Linked DNA regions of Mus musculus: region 2 is linked to region 1. The links are chromatin contacts, called in public Hi-C maps. All regions are on one chromosome and are shown on one strand. The core of a region is the stretch at or near the end of the contact, and the rest is flanking DNA. Distances in the headings are between cores, read along the strand shown.

Region 1 (4,066 bases), core at 111-2,610:
CTTCCTCACCTGGCTTAAAGGCTTACAGTTTTCATTTGAGTATAGATAACAGCTTGTGTTTTCATTGATGCTAGTGTTTAGTTTTCTGTTCCATCGATCTCTGTACATCCTTCCAAAAGAAAAGCCCTTCCCTCTGGTTTTCTGTCCTCTATCCCCCTGCCTCTCCCCACCCCATTCCACATCCCCGGCCCCATAGAATTCCTAAGATGCTGCTGTTCCCATAAATATATTTACACAACATATATTTTAGTCACTTAGTACAGTTTTTAAAAATGTTCCTCCACGCTGACACCTGCATCACTGTTGAATTTCTTTCTCCAGTTGTATGCATATTCCACATCTTGCTGATCCAGTCATTAGATGATGGACATTTGAGGTGTTTTGCCTTTTCCTCTTGGGATAATGCTGCTGTGAGTACTCCTGTATAAATCTGGCATAAACAGATGTTTCCATTTCATCTAGGTAAATACTTGTATTCAGAATTACTGGGTCTGTTGGAGCTGTGTGTTTAACTTTCTCTAATCCTTAAAATCAAAACTTGGAATTATATAGGTTTTGTTTGGTTTTTGCTTTGTTTTGAAATAGGGTCTCATAGCCCTGGCTGGCCTAGACACATGAACTCACAGAGATCTTCCTGCCTGCCTTACTTCCTAAGTTCTGGCATTAAAGGTGTGCGTCACCATGGCCACCTTGCTTTTTTTTTTTAATGACTACCCCATATTGCCCCACTCCGACCGACCCCTTGGGACAGTCTAATAGCTCCGCACACCCTGAGATTCTCTTATGGAGCCTAGGCTGGCCTTGCCCTGAGCACACATTCCTCCTGCCGTCCCTTCCCAAATGCTGGGGTGGCAGGGCCTGCAGCACCATACTCGTCGGCTTTGTTACATGTAACCGTTTGTTACATGTTTTTGTTTTGTTTCTTGTGCTTGCTGTCTGTTCAGCCTTTTAAACCCTGTGTGTCTATGGTTTTCATCTGAGATCTGGGAGCTTTTCAGGCATAGCTCATGACCATGTTTTCTCCATTTCCCTCCCTGCCCTGGGCTCCTTGAGCTTGCCTGGAGCCCACAGATTCTCCATTCACGTCCCAGTCTTCCCTTCTCTCTGTGCGTCTTCTGTGGGGTACTTTCCTTCGCTCTTTTATAATTCTTTTTTTTTTTTTTTTTTTTGCCATTGCTTCTACTTCTTTGTTGTTGTGGGTTTCCTTTTTCTTGTTTTGTTTGCTTGTTTTTTGAGACAGGGTCTCCTTCTCGATGCAGGCTGGCCCAGCCTTTTCTGTGGAAACCCAGGTCAAGAGCCTGGAAAGCGAAACGACTCCTCTGCCTGAGCGGTCAGCGGTCAGCGTTGCCAGGTTACACTTTCTGCTTTCTTGCCTGTATCTGAGACCGGATGGTAGGCATTTTCAGTTTCGTTTTGATGAATCCTTAGGTTTTGGGGGTTCTTGTTACTGTGAAGCAAAGTCTCATGTAGTCCAGGATGGCTTCAAACGCACTAAGTATCAGAGGATAACATGAAACTTCTAATGCCCTTGCCTCCAATCCCAACCTGAGATTACAGACAAGTACCACTTCCACCAGTTTGTGCAATGCTGAAGATGGAACCCAGGGCTTTGTATAATCTAGCTCAACAGTGTATCAGCTGAGCCTCAGCCCTTCCTCCTCCTCTTCCTCCTTCTTCAAATTTACATATTTTATTTTATGTATATGAGTGTTCTGCCTGCATATATGTGTGACACTGTGTGTGTGCCTGGTGCCCCTGGAGGTTAGAAAAGAGCATCAGCTCCCCTGGAACTGCAGTTATGGATGGTTGTGAGCCACCACGTAGGTGCTGGGAATCAAACCCAGCTCTTCTGCAAGAAGCTGCTGCCGCCTCCTCCTCCTCCTCCTCCTCCTCCTCCCCCTCCTCCTTCACCCCCTCCTCTCCTCCTCCTCCTCCTCCCCCTCCTCCCCTCCTCAACCCCCTCCTCCTCTTCCTCATCCCCTTCTCCTCTTCCTCCTTCCCTCTTCCTCTTCCTCCTCTCCTCCTCCTCCTCTTCCTTCTCCTCCTCCTCCTTCTCCTTCTTTTTCTTCTAGATTTTCTCTCCCTTAACTCCTCCCAGATCTTCTGTACCTCTCCACTCACCCAAATCCATACCCTTTGTTGTTCTCTCTCATTAAAAAACAAACAGGCATTTAAAAAAATGATAAAATAAGATCGAAAGGCTTATAGCTGAGTTGCCATTTATTTTTGCAGTGTTCAGAGTATCTCCAGTAGCTTGAACATTAGTCAGTAGGGGCAAAGGCTCTGGGTAGACAGCAGCTCGACTTCTCTGTGCTGAGTGAGTTATATAGCTATCACCTTCAGTAGGAGGGCTTCATCAGTTTGTGGGGAGAAACCAATAGGCTTGGTGGTAGCCTGTGTTGTTAGGGGGTTTCATGGAGCCCCTTTGGCCAACGACATGATTAGATGTAACCCATTCCTGGGCCTGGGGCTTTCAGTGGAAGGCAAGAGATATCTGGATGCAGCTTTTCTCCCTCATTGCTTAGATTTCTTTCATATATGCATATATTTTAAGAAGCCTCTACTGTGCTAGGTTTCTACAGGAGCCCTCGAATGTCCCTTAATTTTAACTGTCCCTCTCCATATACCCTCCCTTGCCCCTCGTCCTTCCCTCTCTTGTTTGATTCTCCCATTCCAGTGCCCCCTCCCCCACCTCTATCTATTCTATTTCCCCTCCCCAGGAAGCATCCCTCACACACACACCCCAGTGCTAGACATAATCTCTGTGGTCATATGGATTGTAGCCTGCTTATCCAAGACTTAGCAGCCCTCATCTACATATAAGCAAATATATACCATATTTGTAGGGTTTTCTTTTTTTGTTTTTGTTTGTTTGTTTGTTTGTTTTCAAGGCAGGGTTTCTCTGTATAGCCCTGGCTGCCCTGGAACTCACTTTGTAGACCAGGCTGGCCTCAAACTCAGAAATCCGCCTACCTCTGCCTCCTAAGCGCTGGGATTAAAGGTGTGCACCACCATCGCCCAGCATATTTGTAGTTTTTGATCTAGGTTACTCCGGATGACTTTTTTCAAGCTCCACCCATTTACCTGAGACTCTCATGATGTTACGTTGTGTAAATGTCCTATATTCTCCTTACCCATTTATCCATTCACGGATATTTAGGCGGTTTGCAAGTTCTGACTATGATGAGCAGAGCCACAATGAATATGGTTGAGCAAGTGCCGCTGTAGCAAGATACAGAGTCCTTTGAGTATGTGCCCAGGAGTGGTGTAGCTGGCTTTTGAGGTAGAGCTATTCCCAGCTTCCACCACCACAATTATCTACATTGTGGCTGTACAAGTTTGCACTCCTACCAGCAAAGGTCAGGTGTCCCCCTTACCCCACATCCTTGCCAGCATGGGCTGTCATTTGTTTTGTTGATCTTGGCCGTTCTGACTGGTGTACTATGAAATCTTAAAGTAGTTTTGGTTTGCATTTCACTAATGACTAAGAATGTTAAACATTTCTTTATATGTTTCTTGGCAAATTGTGTTTCATCTTTTGAGAATTCTGTTTAGATTTGTAAACATTTTTTAATTGTGTTATTTTGTTTCTTGATGTCCAGAGATTTTTTTTGTTTGTTTGTTTGTTTGGTTGGTTGGATTTTGTTGTTGTTATTGTTGTTGTTGCTGTTGCTGTTGTTGTTGTTGCTGCTGCTGTTTCTGCTGCTGCTGTTGGTAGTTGTTTTTAGTTCTTTCTATATCTTAGATAGTAATCTTCTATGCGTGTATAATTGGTAAAGATTATTCCTCATTAAAATATTTTACATTTATTTGTTTTATGGTATGTGTATTAGTGTTTTGCCTGCATGTATGACCTGCGCAGCACGTGTGTGACCAATACCCATGGGATTGGATCTCCTTGAACTGGAGTCACCTATGATTGTGACCACTGTGTGTGTGTTGGGAACTGAACCAGGGTCATCTGGAAGAGCAGCCAGTGCTGCTAACCACTGAGCCATCTCCCCAGCCCCCATTCCTTATTTTTGTTATGTCTGGGTTATAAAAGTAGTATATATTCAAGCATCAA
Region 2 (4,066 bases), core at 765-3,264, 170 kb after region 1:
GCTGTGGAAAGTCCCTTTGCCACCTAAAAACATCACTGCTCCGTCCCGCCCACCTCCGGGGCTGACTGGTCAGAAGCCACCCTTGTCTACGTGGGATAATTCTCCCCTTCGTGTAGGTGGAGGATGGGGAAATTCTGATGCCAGATATACCCCAGGTAAGACACGATAGCTGTGGTGCTTGATTGTGGACCAACACTGTGAGCTGCGGGGTCACACTCTGTAAAGGCAGAGTGAGCTTGAGCAGAATTGTAGTTCATCTCTACCTTTTATAATTTTCTTATCTTTAGGAGTCTTGATTAATTTCCTTAAGAATGTTTAGCCAACCTGTATGGTAGTGCATGCCTGAAATCCTAGCCCAGGGGTAGTGAAGGCAGGAGCAGTAAGTATGAGGATGTTGGTGTCATCTGTACATGAGACCCTGGAGACCTTGTCTAAATAAGTAAGAATGCTTACGCAAAGCAGTGCTAGTGGGGTCTCTTCTCAGAAACTCCTTAGGAACGCTTGCTTTTTGTTGTCTGTCTGTCTGTTTCTGTTCTTTTGTTTGAATGGTTTTGGTTTTGGGGAAAGGGTTTCTCTGAGTAGCTCTGGCGGGTCTTGGAACTCACTCTGTAGACCAGGCTGGCATGAAACTCACTGAGATCCACCTGCCTCTGCCTCCCAAGTGCTGGGATTAAACGTGTGCACCCCCTCAGCCCTAAGGGAATGCATCTTAAAAGGTCTGTTTGTTTCCTAACTCATGGCTGGCTTGCAGAACAAGACTGGTACATGGAAAATTAAGCTGGAGAGAGAAGATAGAGATTGGGCTTGTTTTGGTAGTAGCTTGGCCCATCCCAAGAATGACCATGGCTAGGCGGTGGTGGCACACGCCTTTAATCCCAGCACTTGGGAGGCAGAGGCAGGCAGATTTCTGAGTCTGAGGTCAGCCTGGTCTACAGAGTGAGTTCCAGGACAGCCAGAGCTACACAGAGAAACCCTGTCTCAAAAACAAACAAACAAACAAACAAGAATCACCATGAAGTTTACTGTTTAGGCAGACATTTGAAAGCGTAAGTGGGTGCTATTGACCCCTAAGGTCAAGCAGACATAGGGCCCAGTGACATACTGTGAAATACCTGTAAGGTGTCACGGGGCCAGGTGCTTCTTAATCATGTTTAGATGTTACTTTCTAAAGGAGAGGGATTGCCTTAGGCTCATGCAGGAAAGGCTCAGTGGAGAACTCACTCAGTAACCTAGACAAAATCAAAAGATACCTGATGCCAAACAGTTCAGTGCCCTTAAAGGTACTTGTCTTAGGGACAGATGCAGAAAGGCTTACCTGAGGCCTGCCCTTGGGCACCGTTTGGAAGTAGTTTACCCTAAATGGAAAGATGCCATGGAATAGAGGCACCTGAAGGTAGGGCTCAGCACCTGATCCAGGCTGGAGCAAGCTGATATCACAGATCTTTGTTGCATGAGGGGAAAGTAGGCAAAAGAGAAAGGAGCCCAGATTCCCGAGGACTGAGATTAGCTGTCGTTTGATTGGCTGTACTTGTCTTAAACAGTCATTCAGGCAGAGCTGTAGAGTGCTGACTGCTTGCTCTTTATTCAGGCTCCAGCTGGGGTGAGAGCAGCTCAGGGAGAATAACCAATTGGCTTGTTCTGAAGAACCTCACACCTCAGGTAAGGAGGCACCCGCTCAGTGCATACAGTGGGCTGGGGAGAGCTATGCGCTCCAAACAGGCCTGACACTGCTCATCAAGGCCAGGCAGAGGGTGACACTTCGCTGCCTCTAGTCTGATCCAGTGGTTTTCATGCTGTTATGTTTAGGGCAGCACAGTAATGCAGATACCTATGTCTCACCCAGTACTGAGTGGTGCTGGGCTTTGCAAGTGTGGCTTTGTGGGATTATATTACCCCTCCAGAGAGCTTGGTCTACTCTTTCCTAAGTATTTTCTTAGGAGGCTACTCTCCCACTCGTAGGGAGCAGTGTCTTGAGGTTCTGTCATGGAGTAGGTGGGGGAAGACATGAAGCCGTGCCTGGGGTGATGACTCATCGCCTAGCTCTAGCCCACTGCATATAAGGAAGAGGCACTGAACCTGGCATGAGAAGGAGGTACCTTCCAATGGCTCTCACAATGGAGGCCCTAACCGCAGCCTGCTCTGTCTAGATTGATGGCTCAACTCTGCGCACCCTGTGCATGCAGCATGGCCCACTGATTACATTCCATCTGAACCTCCCACATGGAAATGCTCTGGTCCGTTACAGTTCAAAAGAAGAGGTAGTGAAGGCACAAAAGTCTCTGCACATGTAAGTTGCCCCAAGACTCCTGATGGGGAGGGGAGAGGCTGGGAGAGCTGAGAGTAAAAGCCCAACCCAAGACCCCTGTGTAGACCTGGTTAATGTGGACCAGGAGAGACTTAGGCGGAGGGATAACTTGAGCCTAGGCGTTGAAGGCTACTTCAGAAAATAGAACGTGACCTTAGATCCTGGAGAAGCCCTTGTGTTGCCTATGGGAGGCAGACCTGGTCTAGATGCCCCATAACCCCTTCTGGAACATTCACTCTGGGCATGGAGCAGGCCAGGCTCCTTCTGCACCTCCTTGGTTTTCTCTCGGAGCAGGTCACACTGCTAGTTGAGCTTATGAAGCCATGCATCTAGAAGACCTCATGTTGTGCCCTCTCCTCTAGGTGTGTGCTGGGGAACACTACTATTCTCGCTGAGTTTGCCAGTGAAGAGGAGATCAGTCGCTTCTTTGCACAAAGTCAGTCTCTGACCCCTTCTCCTGGCTGGCAGTCTCTCGGGTCCAGCCAGAGCCGGCTGGGCTCTCTCGACTGTTCCCACTCGTTCTCCAGCCGGACTGATGTCAATCACTGGAATGGTGCTGGGCTGTCGGGAGCTAACTGTGGAGACCTTCACGGCACTTCCCTCTGGGGGACCCCACATTATTCCACAAGCCTGTGGGGTCCCCCGAGCAGCGACCCCCGGGGAATTAGCAGCCCATCCCCCATTAATGCTTTTCTTTCTGTTGACCACCTGGGTGGGGGTGGGGAGTCCATGTAATGGCATAGGTATAGACGTAAACTGTGACCTCACGAAGAGAAGGAAAGGAGCACTAAGTTGGGCTCGCCGCCTGCAGCCAGGGCACCTGTGGGAACAGCTGTTTTCTGCACATTCTCCACTTTGTTTTCCCCAAAACATATCAGTTTGAATACTTGAATCATGCAGGCCAATATTATAATGTGAAAGGGTATCTATCTATTTACACTCCCAAACAGCGCCATACAGCTACCGTGTGGAATGAGCTCACTTGTGTATTCATCATGTTTAGCCTTCGGATTCCTTCTTTCCTCCATTTCCATCCCCATCCCCACCTTTTATTTTTATTTGTATTTTTTGCAAAACCGTTTTGGGGCTGACGTATGAGCTTTTACCTTTGCACTGAGTGATGTTCTCCGTCTAATCGGCAATATGGGGGCAGCTGTTCCAGTGTAGATGTTTACTCAAGGGTGTTCTCAAGGCGTGCGCTCTCTACTATGCCTCATGTTGCCTACCTTAGTGTGGTATCGTGGAGTTGAAAAGATCAAGTTAAGATACTGACGTAGGATTCTTAATGAAAGTATTGCACCAGTTTTTTCATGTTGTAAAACTAAAGAATTTCGCTCTACAGTTTGAGAAACTGTGGCCACCGCTGTGACCTGCAGCCCGCCTGCTGCCCAGGACGGGCCCTGCACTTTGAACAGGCTTTCCATGTTGTTTTGAAGGTTCCCACGGTGAACCTTCTTGTTTACAGATTTTTTTGTTTGTTTTTTGAGAAAAAAAATGTTTACTCTTCCATCATTTAAAAAAAAAAAATTAAAAGACAAAAAAAAAAAAAAAGGAGGGTGGTTTAAAAGACGCTTCTATCTCTGGGAAAAGAGCAGCAGTTGGCCATGTTCTTCTGTTTTCTATTCCTGTCCTAAATCAAAGAGCATGGTTCTCAGGAAACCAGTTCCCCGGTCAAAAAATCTTGTAGTTTCTTATAGGAAAGAAGAAAACCCAACTTTTAGCACTGATACTACGTATTGCTCTGTTCAACATTTTCTCTGC

Evidence for each region. A called contact is a pair of places that touch in the nucleus more often than the background predicts.
Region 2: a contact with region 1 is called in a Hi-C map of Th1 cells, with 3 times the contacts expected there. The contact joins two enhancer-like sites. A contact is called at or near these places in 16 of 39 promoter capture datasets (the 3T3-L1 cell line, 3T3-L1-derived adipocytes, the HPC-7 cell line and 11 more), 3 of 15 datasets of contacts at CTCF or cohesin (the NIH/3T3 cell line, embryonic stem cells and pro-B cells), 46 of 484 Hi-C or Micro-C datasets (the AML12 cell line, the AtT-20 cell line, B cells and 28 more), 11 of 115 datasets of contacts at active chromatin or transcription factors (bone marrow-derived dendritic cells, bone marrow-derived macrophages, embryonic forebrain and 7 more) and 1 of 9 other capture datasets (embryonic stem cells).

The regions. Positions count from the first base shown.
Region 1 is chr7:123,023,946-123,028,011 of GRCm38.p6, forward strand. No RefSeq gene overlaps it. Among named protein-coding and RNA genes, the nearest start is that of Rbbp6, 55 kb to the left of the region's middle. Within about 2 kb of position 1,361, at least 27 of the 459 cell types and tissues checked have an H3K27ac peak or open chromatin away from gene starts, as enhancers often do. A contact at or near this core is called in Th1 cells, where this site is marked.
Region 2 is chr7:123,189,912-123,193,977 of GRCm38.p6, forward strand. It overlaps Tnrc6a (trinucleotide repeat containing 6a), which reads left to right. Exons shown (of 24, transcript NM_144925.3): 21 at 1-155; 22 at 1,589-1,659; 23 at 2,148-2,287; 24 at 2,668-4,066. The coding sequence ends at 3,040. Among named protein-coding and RNA genes, the nearest start is that of Slc5a11, 23 kb to the right of the region's middle. Within about 2 kb of position 2,015, at least 25 of the 459 cell types and tissues checked have an H3K27ac peak or open chromatin away from gene starts, as enhancers often do. A contact at or near this core is called in Th1 cells, where this site is marked.